Regions from separate parts of the Mus musculus genome. Here region 2 is linked to region 1. Evidence: chromatin contacts called from public HiCAR-type data. All regions are on one chromosome and are shown on one strand. The core of a region is the stretch at or near the end of the contact, and the rest is flanking DNA. Distances in the headings are between cores, read along the strand shown. Region 1 overlaps Gm38863 (a long non-coding RNA gene). Region 2 has its middle 64 kb from the start of Gm22312.

The links. HiCAR-type assays count read pairs that join an accessible place to other places.
Region 2: a contact with region 1 is called in a HiCAR-type map of fibro-adipogenic progenitors, with 2.3 times the contacts expected there. The contact joins two enhancer-like sites. A contact is called at or near these places in 4 of 484 Hi-C or Micro-C datasets (the HL-1 cell line, embryonic stem cells, nephron progenitors and 1 more) and 2 of 115 datasets of contacts at active chromatin or transcription factors (cardiomyocytes and fibro-adipogenic progenitors).

What each region holds. Positions count from the first base shown.
Region 1 is chr6:93,234,214-93,238,294 of GRCm38.p6, forward strand. Gm38863 (a long non-coding RNA gene) reads left to right here. Exons shown (of 5, transcript XR_869277.2): 4 at 3,761-3,831; 5 at 3,957-4,081. Among named protein-coding and RNA genes, the nearest start is that of Gm38863, 42 kb to the left of the region's middle. Within about 2 kb of position 1,603, at least 20 of the 459 cell types and tissues checked have an H3K27ac peak or open chromatin away from gene starts, as enhancers often do. A contact at or near this core is called in fibro-adipogenic progenitors, where this site is marked.
Region 2 is chr6:93,443,506-93,447,507 of GRCm38.p6, forward strand. No RefSeq gene overlaps it. Among named protein-coding and RNA genes, the nearest start is that of Gm22312, 64 kb to the right of the region's middle. Within about 2 kb of position 2,111, at least 43 of the 459 cell types and tissues checked have an H3K27ac peak or open chromatin away from gene starts, as enhancers often do. A contact at or near this core is called in fibro-adipogenic progenitors, where this site is marked.

The DNA.
Region 1 (4,081 bases), core at 353-2,852:
CACACATACATCAATACACACACACATACACCAACACACACACACATACACCAACACACACATACACCAACATACACACATACACACTCCCACACACCTTCATACACACACATATATACCCACCCATACATACACACATACACTCACTCACGCATACATACACATGTACACACCCTCCCACACATACACACACACACACACACACACACACACACACACACACACACACGTCCTCCAAACTGCAGATTAGAAAACAAACTTTTATAAAAATCTATTTTTCTTTTTCACTAAGTAGTAAAGCTCATACCCGTAAGACATCACAGTTAATGATTCTTGAAAGCAAATCTGGAATTAAATTTGACAATTACAGACTAAATTAGACAATTACACTAAAACATTAGGGAAGTTGTGAAATGCTTTCTTTAAAGCTATAGGATTCAGTTCTCAGCAAAGGGAGCCAAACATTCCCTTATTAATTTAGTGTTTTGGAAAGGAGACAAATTGTTGGGTAGGTAAGACAAAAGACTGGAAATCTACAGGCATTTCAGTTTCCAGTCCAAGACAGCTGTTGGGTGATATCACCCAGTGTGCAAATAGCTGTGCATGGAGGGAATTAGCAGATGAAAAGGTAGAACACTTGATACGGGTGTGTAAACGTGCTTTCTCTGTCTCTTTGCATTCTCCTTATAGATCGGCACACCTAAAAGTAAAGTTACGTAGGATGGCATTTATAAATTGTAAAGACACAGGAAAGGGTTCAAGACAGCGAGGCTGGTAGGGGAAGATAAACATTTCAAGATTCAGATCGTGTTGATGCCCAAATTCAGTCAGTAAGGAAACAGCTAGAAGGGCTATTCAACTCTCAGCTTCCTTCCAAGGAATAAAGATCTGGCTATGGGCAAAGGAAATGCCAAGAAAATGCCAATTTGTGTCATACTAACATCTCTCTCAAGGCTGAGTCTGGACTTGGAGAATGTGAACCACTGGCTATGGGGAACAGTTGGCTCTGAGGCTTTGTGATTTGGGTTTTTAGAATAGCTGAGGGAAATCTGAGCAGAGAGCAACAGAGACGCCCACTCATTAGACAATGTACTAACATCAGAGAATCAGCTGCAGTGAGCGGCAGAGTCAACCTTTGCGTGGCTCCCAAGGTGAACTCAGAGAAATGGAACACCTAAAGACATGTTTGGAAATGATTTTGTTAGAGACAGACAGCAACTGCTAGGGGGAAGGAAGAAAGGAAATGCAAGAAGCACTTTAAAGTGAGATGCTGTAAGTGAGAAGTCCTGGTGTGTGTGTGTGTGGGGGGGGACGGACGGAGAGGTGGGGGGGCACGAATGAAGGAGGGATGTTCTGTAACATAGTAGCTGTCCTCTTTCAGACCAAATAACCGTCAGAGGCTACCTTCCTCCCAGGTGGCAGGGCAGCGTGGTTTAGGATAACCACTAATGTCTCCTACAGCCTTCATATGCTCCTTTCTGCATTTATAATTTTCATAGAGGCAGCTTCCTCCAAAGTAAGTAATGAGTGTAAGACGATGCTCTTTGGGGAGTTGTAAAGACAGTCTAAGAACAAGTCATCTCAGAGTAACAAACTTCCCAGCCAGAGATCATTTCCATTGCATAATGGACGTAGCCTGGAGCTTTCTCTCTTTTTCTCCCCCACATCTACCCAGTTGTGTCATTCTTTTACTTACCTCATCGGGGAAATCATTGTTTAAAAACTGAATATAAATGATGAAATATTCCTTGATTTTATCTCTTGCAGAAAAATATCTTTCGTCCTTCACTTCCCGTCATAGAAGAGTTTGGCCCAAATGGGCGATGAATTGCTCTGAGTCTTCTGACAGTCCCAGAGGGAGGACTGAGAGTAAAAATAACTAGCTGATTACCAATAGGGAGCAAATTGGCCACTTGAGACCTCAGTGGCTGGAATGACAAATGAGAAGAAAGGAAAATCCTCATCAGGGGACCAGACTTTCTGATTAGTCCAAAGCCTTACATTTACGACTGCTTCCCTGGCCTATCTCTCTCCCTGCTGTGGGATGATTTACATCTGATTGGACATCATTTTGTATTGGGGCAGTCATTTCTAAAAGGGTGTGTGAAAGACTTTGAAGTACTTAATTACAACCAGGAGGCATTTAGGGCTGAGCAGCTAGATGGAAGATACTCTGTGTCTTAGGCTCCTGGAATGTGCATTTACACAAAGAGCCTGGTTGGTTTGGTCTGAGTACTACACTCCTATCTCTCTGAAAGGCACTTGTCTAATGTTTTCTCTACAGTGGAAGAAAAGGCAGACTCCATGTTTTCAGCACGTGTGGGGGCTTACTGTTAATAGTCAATTACTAAAACATCCAATAATTTGGGCTCTTTTGAAGAATGGTATTTTCTTTTCTTTTTCTCTTTCTCTCTTTTTTTTTTGTTCTGTTTAACCAGTCTTCATTTAAACTGGCTCACCCAGAGGTGGGACAGAGTCAATAACACACCAGGAACCTGTTTGGAAGTACTAAGTGGTGGTTGCATGAAAAGGGAAGGAGGATCAACCACTAACACCTACATGGACAGAGCCCCACCAACTTTAAGAATCAGGAAGAAACTGGGTGTGGTGGCACACGCCTTTAATCCCAGCACTCAGGAGGCAGAGGCAGAGGCAGGCGGATTTCTGAGTTCGAGGCCAGCCTGTTCTACAAAGTGAGTTCCAGGACAGCCAGGGCTATACAGAGAAACCCTGTCTTGAAAAACCAAAAAAAAAAAAAAAAAAAAAAAAAAAGAATCAGGAAGGAAGAAAAGTGGATGGGGAGTTTAATGTAAGCAATCAAAAGAGAATCCAGGGAGAAGCGATCTCTGCTTCGAAAAATGGATAAAACTATGGTAATTTCTGAAGGGAAACCACTTGATTGAGCAACGGTACTAAGAGTTTTTAGTTTTATAGTGGGGGGAGGGGCACACTGGTGCACAGGATGCTATATATGTGCAGAGGGTGGAGTAGGCTATTACTCCCTATCTTACTACTTCAAGACAGGGTCTCTCATCAAACCCGGAGCTAGGCTGATGGCTACCAAACCCCAGAGATCCTCTTGTCGTGGCTTCCCCCAGGCCTGGGGTTGCACTCATAGGTAGCTATATCCTAACTTTTATGTGAAGTCCAGAGATTTGGCCTCAGGTTCTCATTTTCATAAAAAGAATCGTTATTACCCATTGGTCCATCTTACCCTCCCAATAGAACTGACATAAAGACAATAAATAGTGTGGAGTAGAAATATCTGTCTTGAGGAAAGCCATGCGGAGATCACAACGGTCAAGATGAAAATGGATTTAAATGTTGTGTGTATACATGAGCTTTCAGTACTGAGAAGGGAAATGGGCTTGATCATAAAAATGCCAGAGAAATATTGTGTATTCTGGGTATGGCTAGGACCACTTGAAAGCTAGCCACTTCACAGAAGGCACCAGCAAAACAATATTTCGTGAGACTTTCCCAATGGTAAAACCAATGGGGAAGATTTCTTCTGGGTGAGGAAAGATGAACCAACCACAGCAGAACCTGAATGTGATTTCTTCAGGTAGCTGTGGGACACCTACCACTTCTTGTAAAAGGCAGCAGTGAAGAATTTGAAGATCAACCAAGATCAGAGTTACAGGAATATGGGCAGGCAACTTCATGGTCTTGGGTCTGTTCCCACTCACCTGAACAGGCAAAAGTAGGTTTATGGACAGGAATACTTAATGGAAGTCTTTTATTTTTGTGTATTTTTCAGGGACGAGAAACTACAGCATTACTTCTGCAGATTCACAAAGGAGTCCACGTTCCAAGATGAGAGAAATACCAGTGAGTCATGTTCCTTTCCGTTTAGAAGAGATAATATTGAGATTCCAAGGATGCTTTTCAAACCAGGAATGATGACCGGAATATTTGATGCTATTGAGCTATTTACTAATGTTGCTGCCTTACAGGAAGCCGATGGCTATTCTACTTGACTGAATGAAAAGAAAAGGAAGGCACTTCCTGTCAATCCTGCTTTGGATTCCTAGACAGTTTAAGAAGCACCATTGATCTGATCATTGGCACTGAGGAGGAA
Region 2 (4,002 bases), core at 861-3,360, 210 kb after region 1:
CAAACCAAAGTTCTCCATCCAGCCCAGGACCTAGTCACTGTGTTACCCTGGGCAATCAGTGTCATGGTAGTCACCTGGCCACCTACAGGATGGGGGAGCTAAAGCAACCATCCCCAATGTCCCTCCTGCTTTCTTCTAAGAATACCTCCAAATCCGACAAGTATTTTAACATCAGGCTTGAAGTAACTGCAGTCATGGAAAACCTAAGAGTCCTTTGTTACATAAAGAAACTGCCAGGATAATAGGAAATACAAACCGCTTGTATAAACGTGGCTAAAAAAGAAAACTTAAGAGAGAGACCTCTTAGCAAGGCTTTAGAAAGACTCTGAGATAATATCCTGAGAGGATATAGCTTCTCATTACCATCTTTCGGTCCAAACAGCCAAAGAATGAGGCGTTTCCCTCTGGTCCCCTGGTCCCCTGGTCCTCTGGTCCTTGCCGTGAGTGCTCCTCCCCAGCCTTGTTTTCCTGTATTGGATAACTAGTAACAGCTTCCTTGGCCTAGCCGTCAGCTGGCTTGTGATTTATAAAACAGACTCCAAAGCAACCTTTGCCTTGCTGGACACTGAGAATTAGGCTTTCTGTACCTTATAGCATTCTGAGGGAGTCTTAACCTGATACTTAGCTGATACAGAATACTGTGTCTGTGTAAGGCAGAATAGTCCTCAGCCTGCCACAGAGCCAGGTCCTTGGCATGCCAGGAAATAGATGCTTTTTGTTCAGGAACAAATCACTGCCCAGACCTCTCCGCAGAAGCAAATGTCATCCTGTCATTATTTTCTCCCTGACCTGTGCTCGGGGCACAAATGCATTTCCCAGCAGTATCAAGCACTGTTCTCTGGAAGCTCCATCCTGCAGCCTCCCTATCCGTGATAGGGATGGGGGAGGGGACTCCCGGCACTGCCATGGAGTATGTGCCCTCTTTTGTGTGCCTAATTGTCCATGTAAAAAGCACGAAGGTAATTACTGGGGCAAAATCCACACAGGAATGTCAGTGGGTGTATTATCTCGTAGTCCAAAGAAATAGTGGGGAGTGGAAATAGCTTTTGAGCACGTACAATTCGTCAGTTCTCAGGTGTCAAATTAAATCCAAATAAGAGCCGTGGAGAATGCAGGCTTCTATTCCCATGTTATGAAGCCAATTGCCCAGTGCCTCCCCTGGCACATTAGTTAGTTTTTCATTACAGTATTCAAAATAAGTCACATAAAAAAATTAAGGGAAGAAGAATTCACTTTGACTCACAGTGTCACAGGGATCAAAGGACAATCCTTTGGACCTCCACACGTAGGAGCATATCATGGTCATGTGAACATGTGGTAGAAGTGTTTCTTTGCCTCATTTTGGATGGGAAACAGAAAGAGGGAGACAGGAAAGGGGCAGGGACAAGATACCCCAAGAACCTGCCCCAGTGATGATATACTACCTCCAACTGGGCCTGTATTCTAAAGATTCCAGAACTCCCCCCCCCCCCCATAGCTCCACCAACTGGGAACTAAATGTTCAACAACTAAGCTCTTGTGAAACTAAGCATTTCATCCCCAGATATTACAGTCATATAGCTACTACTGAGCTGAAATCCAGGTCCAGATTTGCTTATTTTTCAAGCCTGAGTTTCTTTCCTTGCTCTTGGAATACCCACATACCACTTGATGTTCCCGAGAACACATGCACGATTTCCTAGTTTTTACACCGATGAAGTTTCCAACATGATGGGTAGGGCTTTCCCTATAAGTGTGTCATAAGTAAGTTTTCTTTAAGAAGAACCTGAAATTTTAAAGCATCTTGCTTACTTGAAAAGACAGATCACAGGCCACATTACAAACAAAATAGCTCCCCCTAGAGTTTCCACTCGGTGAACATTCAGACTTCAGGAAGTCAGGGTTGGAAGAAAAGCCCCTGGTCAGATGTTTTGCAAGGTGTGCGTTGCCTCTTATTGGAGAATGATTGTCATTCCATCTGCTAAGAGAGGTTTTGCTACTACTGTTCAGGACATCCCTTCCACACTTAGCAAACTTTCTTTAGTGTCCACAACAATTATGGGGGGTCAGGGGTTGAGTGTTGAGGAGATCGCCGTGCTGAGTCTAGTGCGGGCGTTGGATTTGACCTACTCTAGACGTGCTTTCTGGCGGCAGAATTCCCTTCAGGCTTCCAGCGCGTATCTGGCAAACGAAACCACTGTCAGCCATCCAAGCGCTGAGATTCCTTGGTGACATCACTAGGCCCTGCGCCCATAGCCTCCCCTCGCAAAGCTGTGCGTCAGCATCACCTCAGGGACACTGGGCCAACGTGTGCTCCCATGGGTCTACAGCAAGGGAACACAGTTCATGATGCAAAGGCTGACGGGAACTTCTTGTAGTGATGAATGGTCAGTGGGCCTGGGACATCAAGAATGTAAACAACCTAATGGCCTTTGCTTTCATTATCCCTTCCAACAGCAAGCTCTCTGCGCTGCTCTCTGATTTGATTCCTCTCCAAAAGCATTTTCTAAGGGATCTGGGGAGATGGAAAACTTTTCATACCGCCCATGCAAAAACGACTCTTTAGTGGATAAAAGAAATGACATGGGTAATAATCAGACCTTCACTTTTATTGATGGTGTTGATGAAGGGATGAGATGATGTGGCAAATTTTAAAGCATACAAAAGCTGTGAGATCATGAGGGCATTTTCATATAATGTACTTTGAGCATATTCCCTCTCAAACTCCCTTTTCACCCTTCCACCTCTTTAGTCCTCTTCCCCTGTAGATACTTTATCATCTACTTTCATGTTGTATATGTACACATATGTGATTATATATATATGTATATGTGTATACATATATATATATATATATACATATATATATGCATATACACATACACAAATAATCTAGGAATCATAAACGTGAGGCAGCATGTGATGCTCCCATATCTAAGGCTGGCTTATGTCATTTAACAGTTATTTACAATTGTGTCTATATTCCTCCCCAAAATATAACTTCATTCTTCTTTATGGCTCACCATAAAGATCCTTTGCACATCTATATATCACAGTTCCTTCCTTACTCCTCTGCTGATGAATGCCTGTGTTGTCTCTATAACTAAGCATTGTGAACAGAGCTGCAGTAAATGCTATGTGTCCATCTGTGATAGGTTAATTCTTCATTGTTCAAGTAAGTACCCAGGAGTAGTATAGCTAGGTCAGACTCTGGGTATAGTTTTTGTTTTTCTGCAAGGAGCAATATTGAGTTCTATAGTGGTTGGATGAATTTATATTCACCCCAGTAGGGTACAAGTGTTCATTTCTGTCAGCATCCTCACCAGCATTTGTTATTACTAGTTTTCCTAGTCACTGCCATTCTGATTAGGGTGAGAAATTTCTCACTATAGTGTTTCTTGGTATTTCTCTGATGGTTAGTGAAATTGAACATTTTTTTTCTATATCCTTTGATCGTTGTGCTTCATCTTCTACCACCTGTCTACTTCTTTGGCTCATCTGTTGAGCTGTTGGTCACTGGTTGCTGGTTGCTGGTTGGTTGCTGGTTGCTGGTTTCTAGTTGGCTGCTGGTTGCTGGTTTCTGGTTGGCTGCTGGTTGCTGGTTGGCTGCTGGTTGGCTGCTGGTTGCTGGTTGCTGGTTGCTGGTTGCTGGTTGCTGGTTGCTGGTTGCTGGTTGCTGGTTGCTGGCTGCTGGCTGCTGGTAGCTGGTTGGAAATATCCTGACAATGAAAATCAAAACTGTCCCCAAGAACTTGATGCCCCTAATTAGCAGGAAATTATCTAATGATATTGATACCTCTTTCCCCCTCTAGCCTTTTTTTCCTACATAGTGTTGGGAGGGTTGGAAGGAATAAGGATGGGGAAGGGTGGTAGAAATAGGAACCCGTAAAATAGGCAAAAGTCCAGTTACATACATACAATGGAATTTGATACAACTGTAAAGAGTACCAAAATCATGGTGTATGTGGAAATGGATACAAATGGACCTCAGTATATCAAGTGAAATCAGCCAGATTTAGAAAG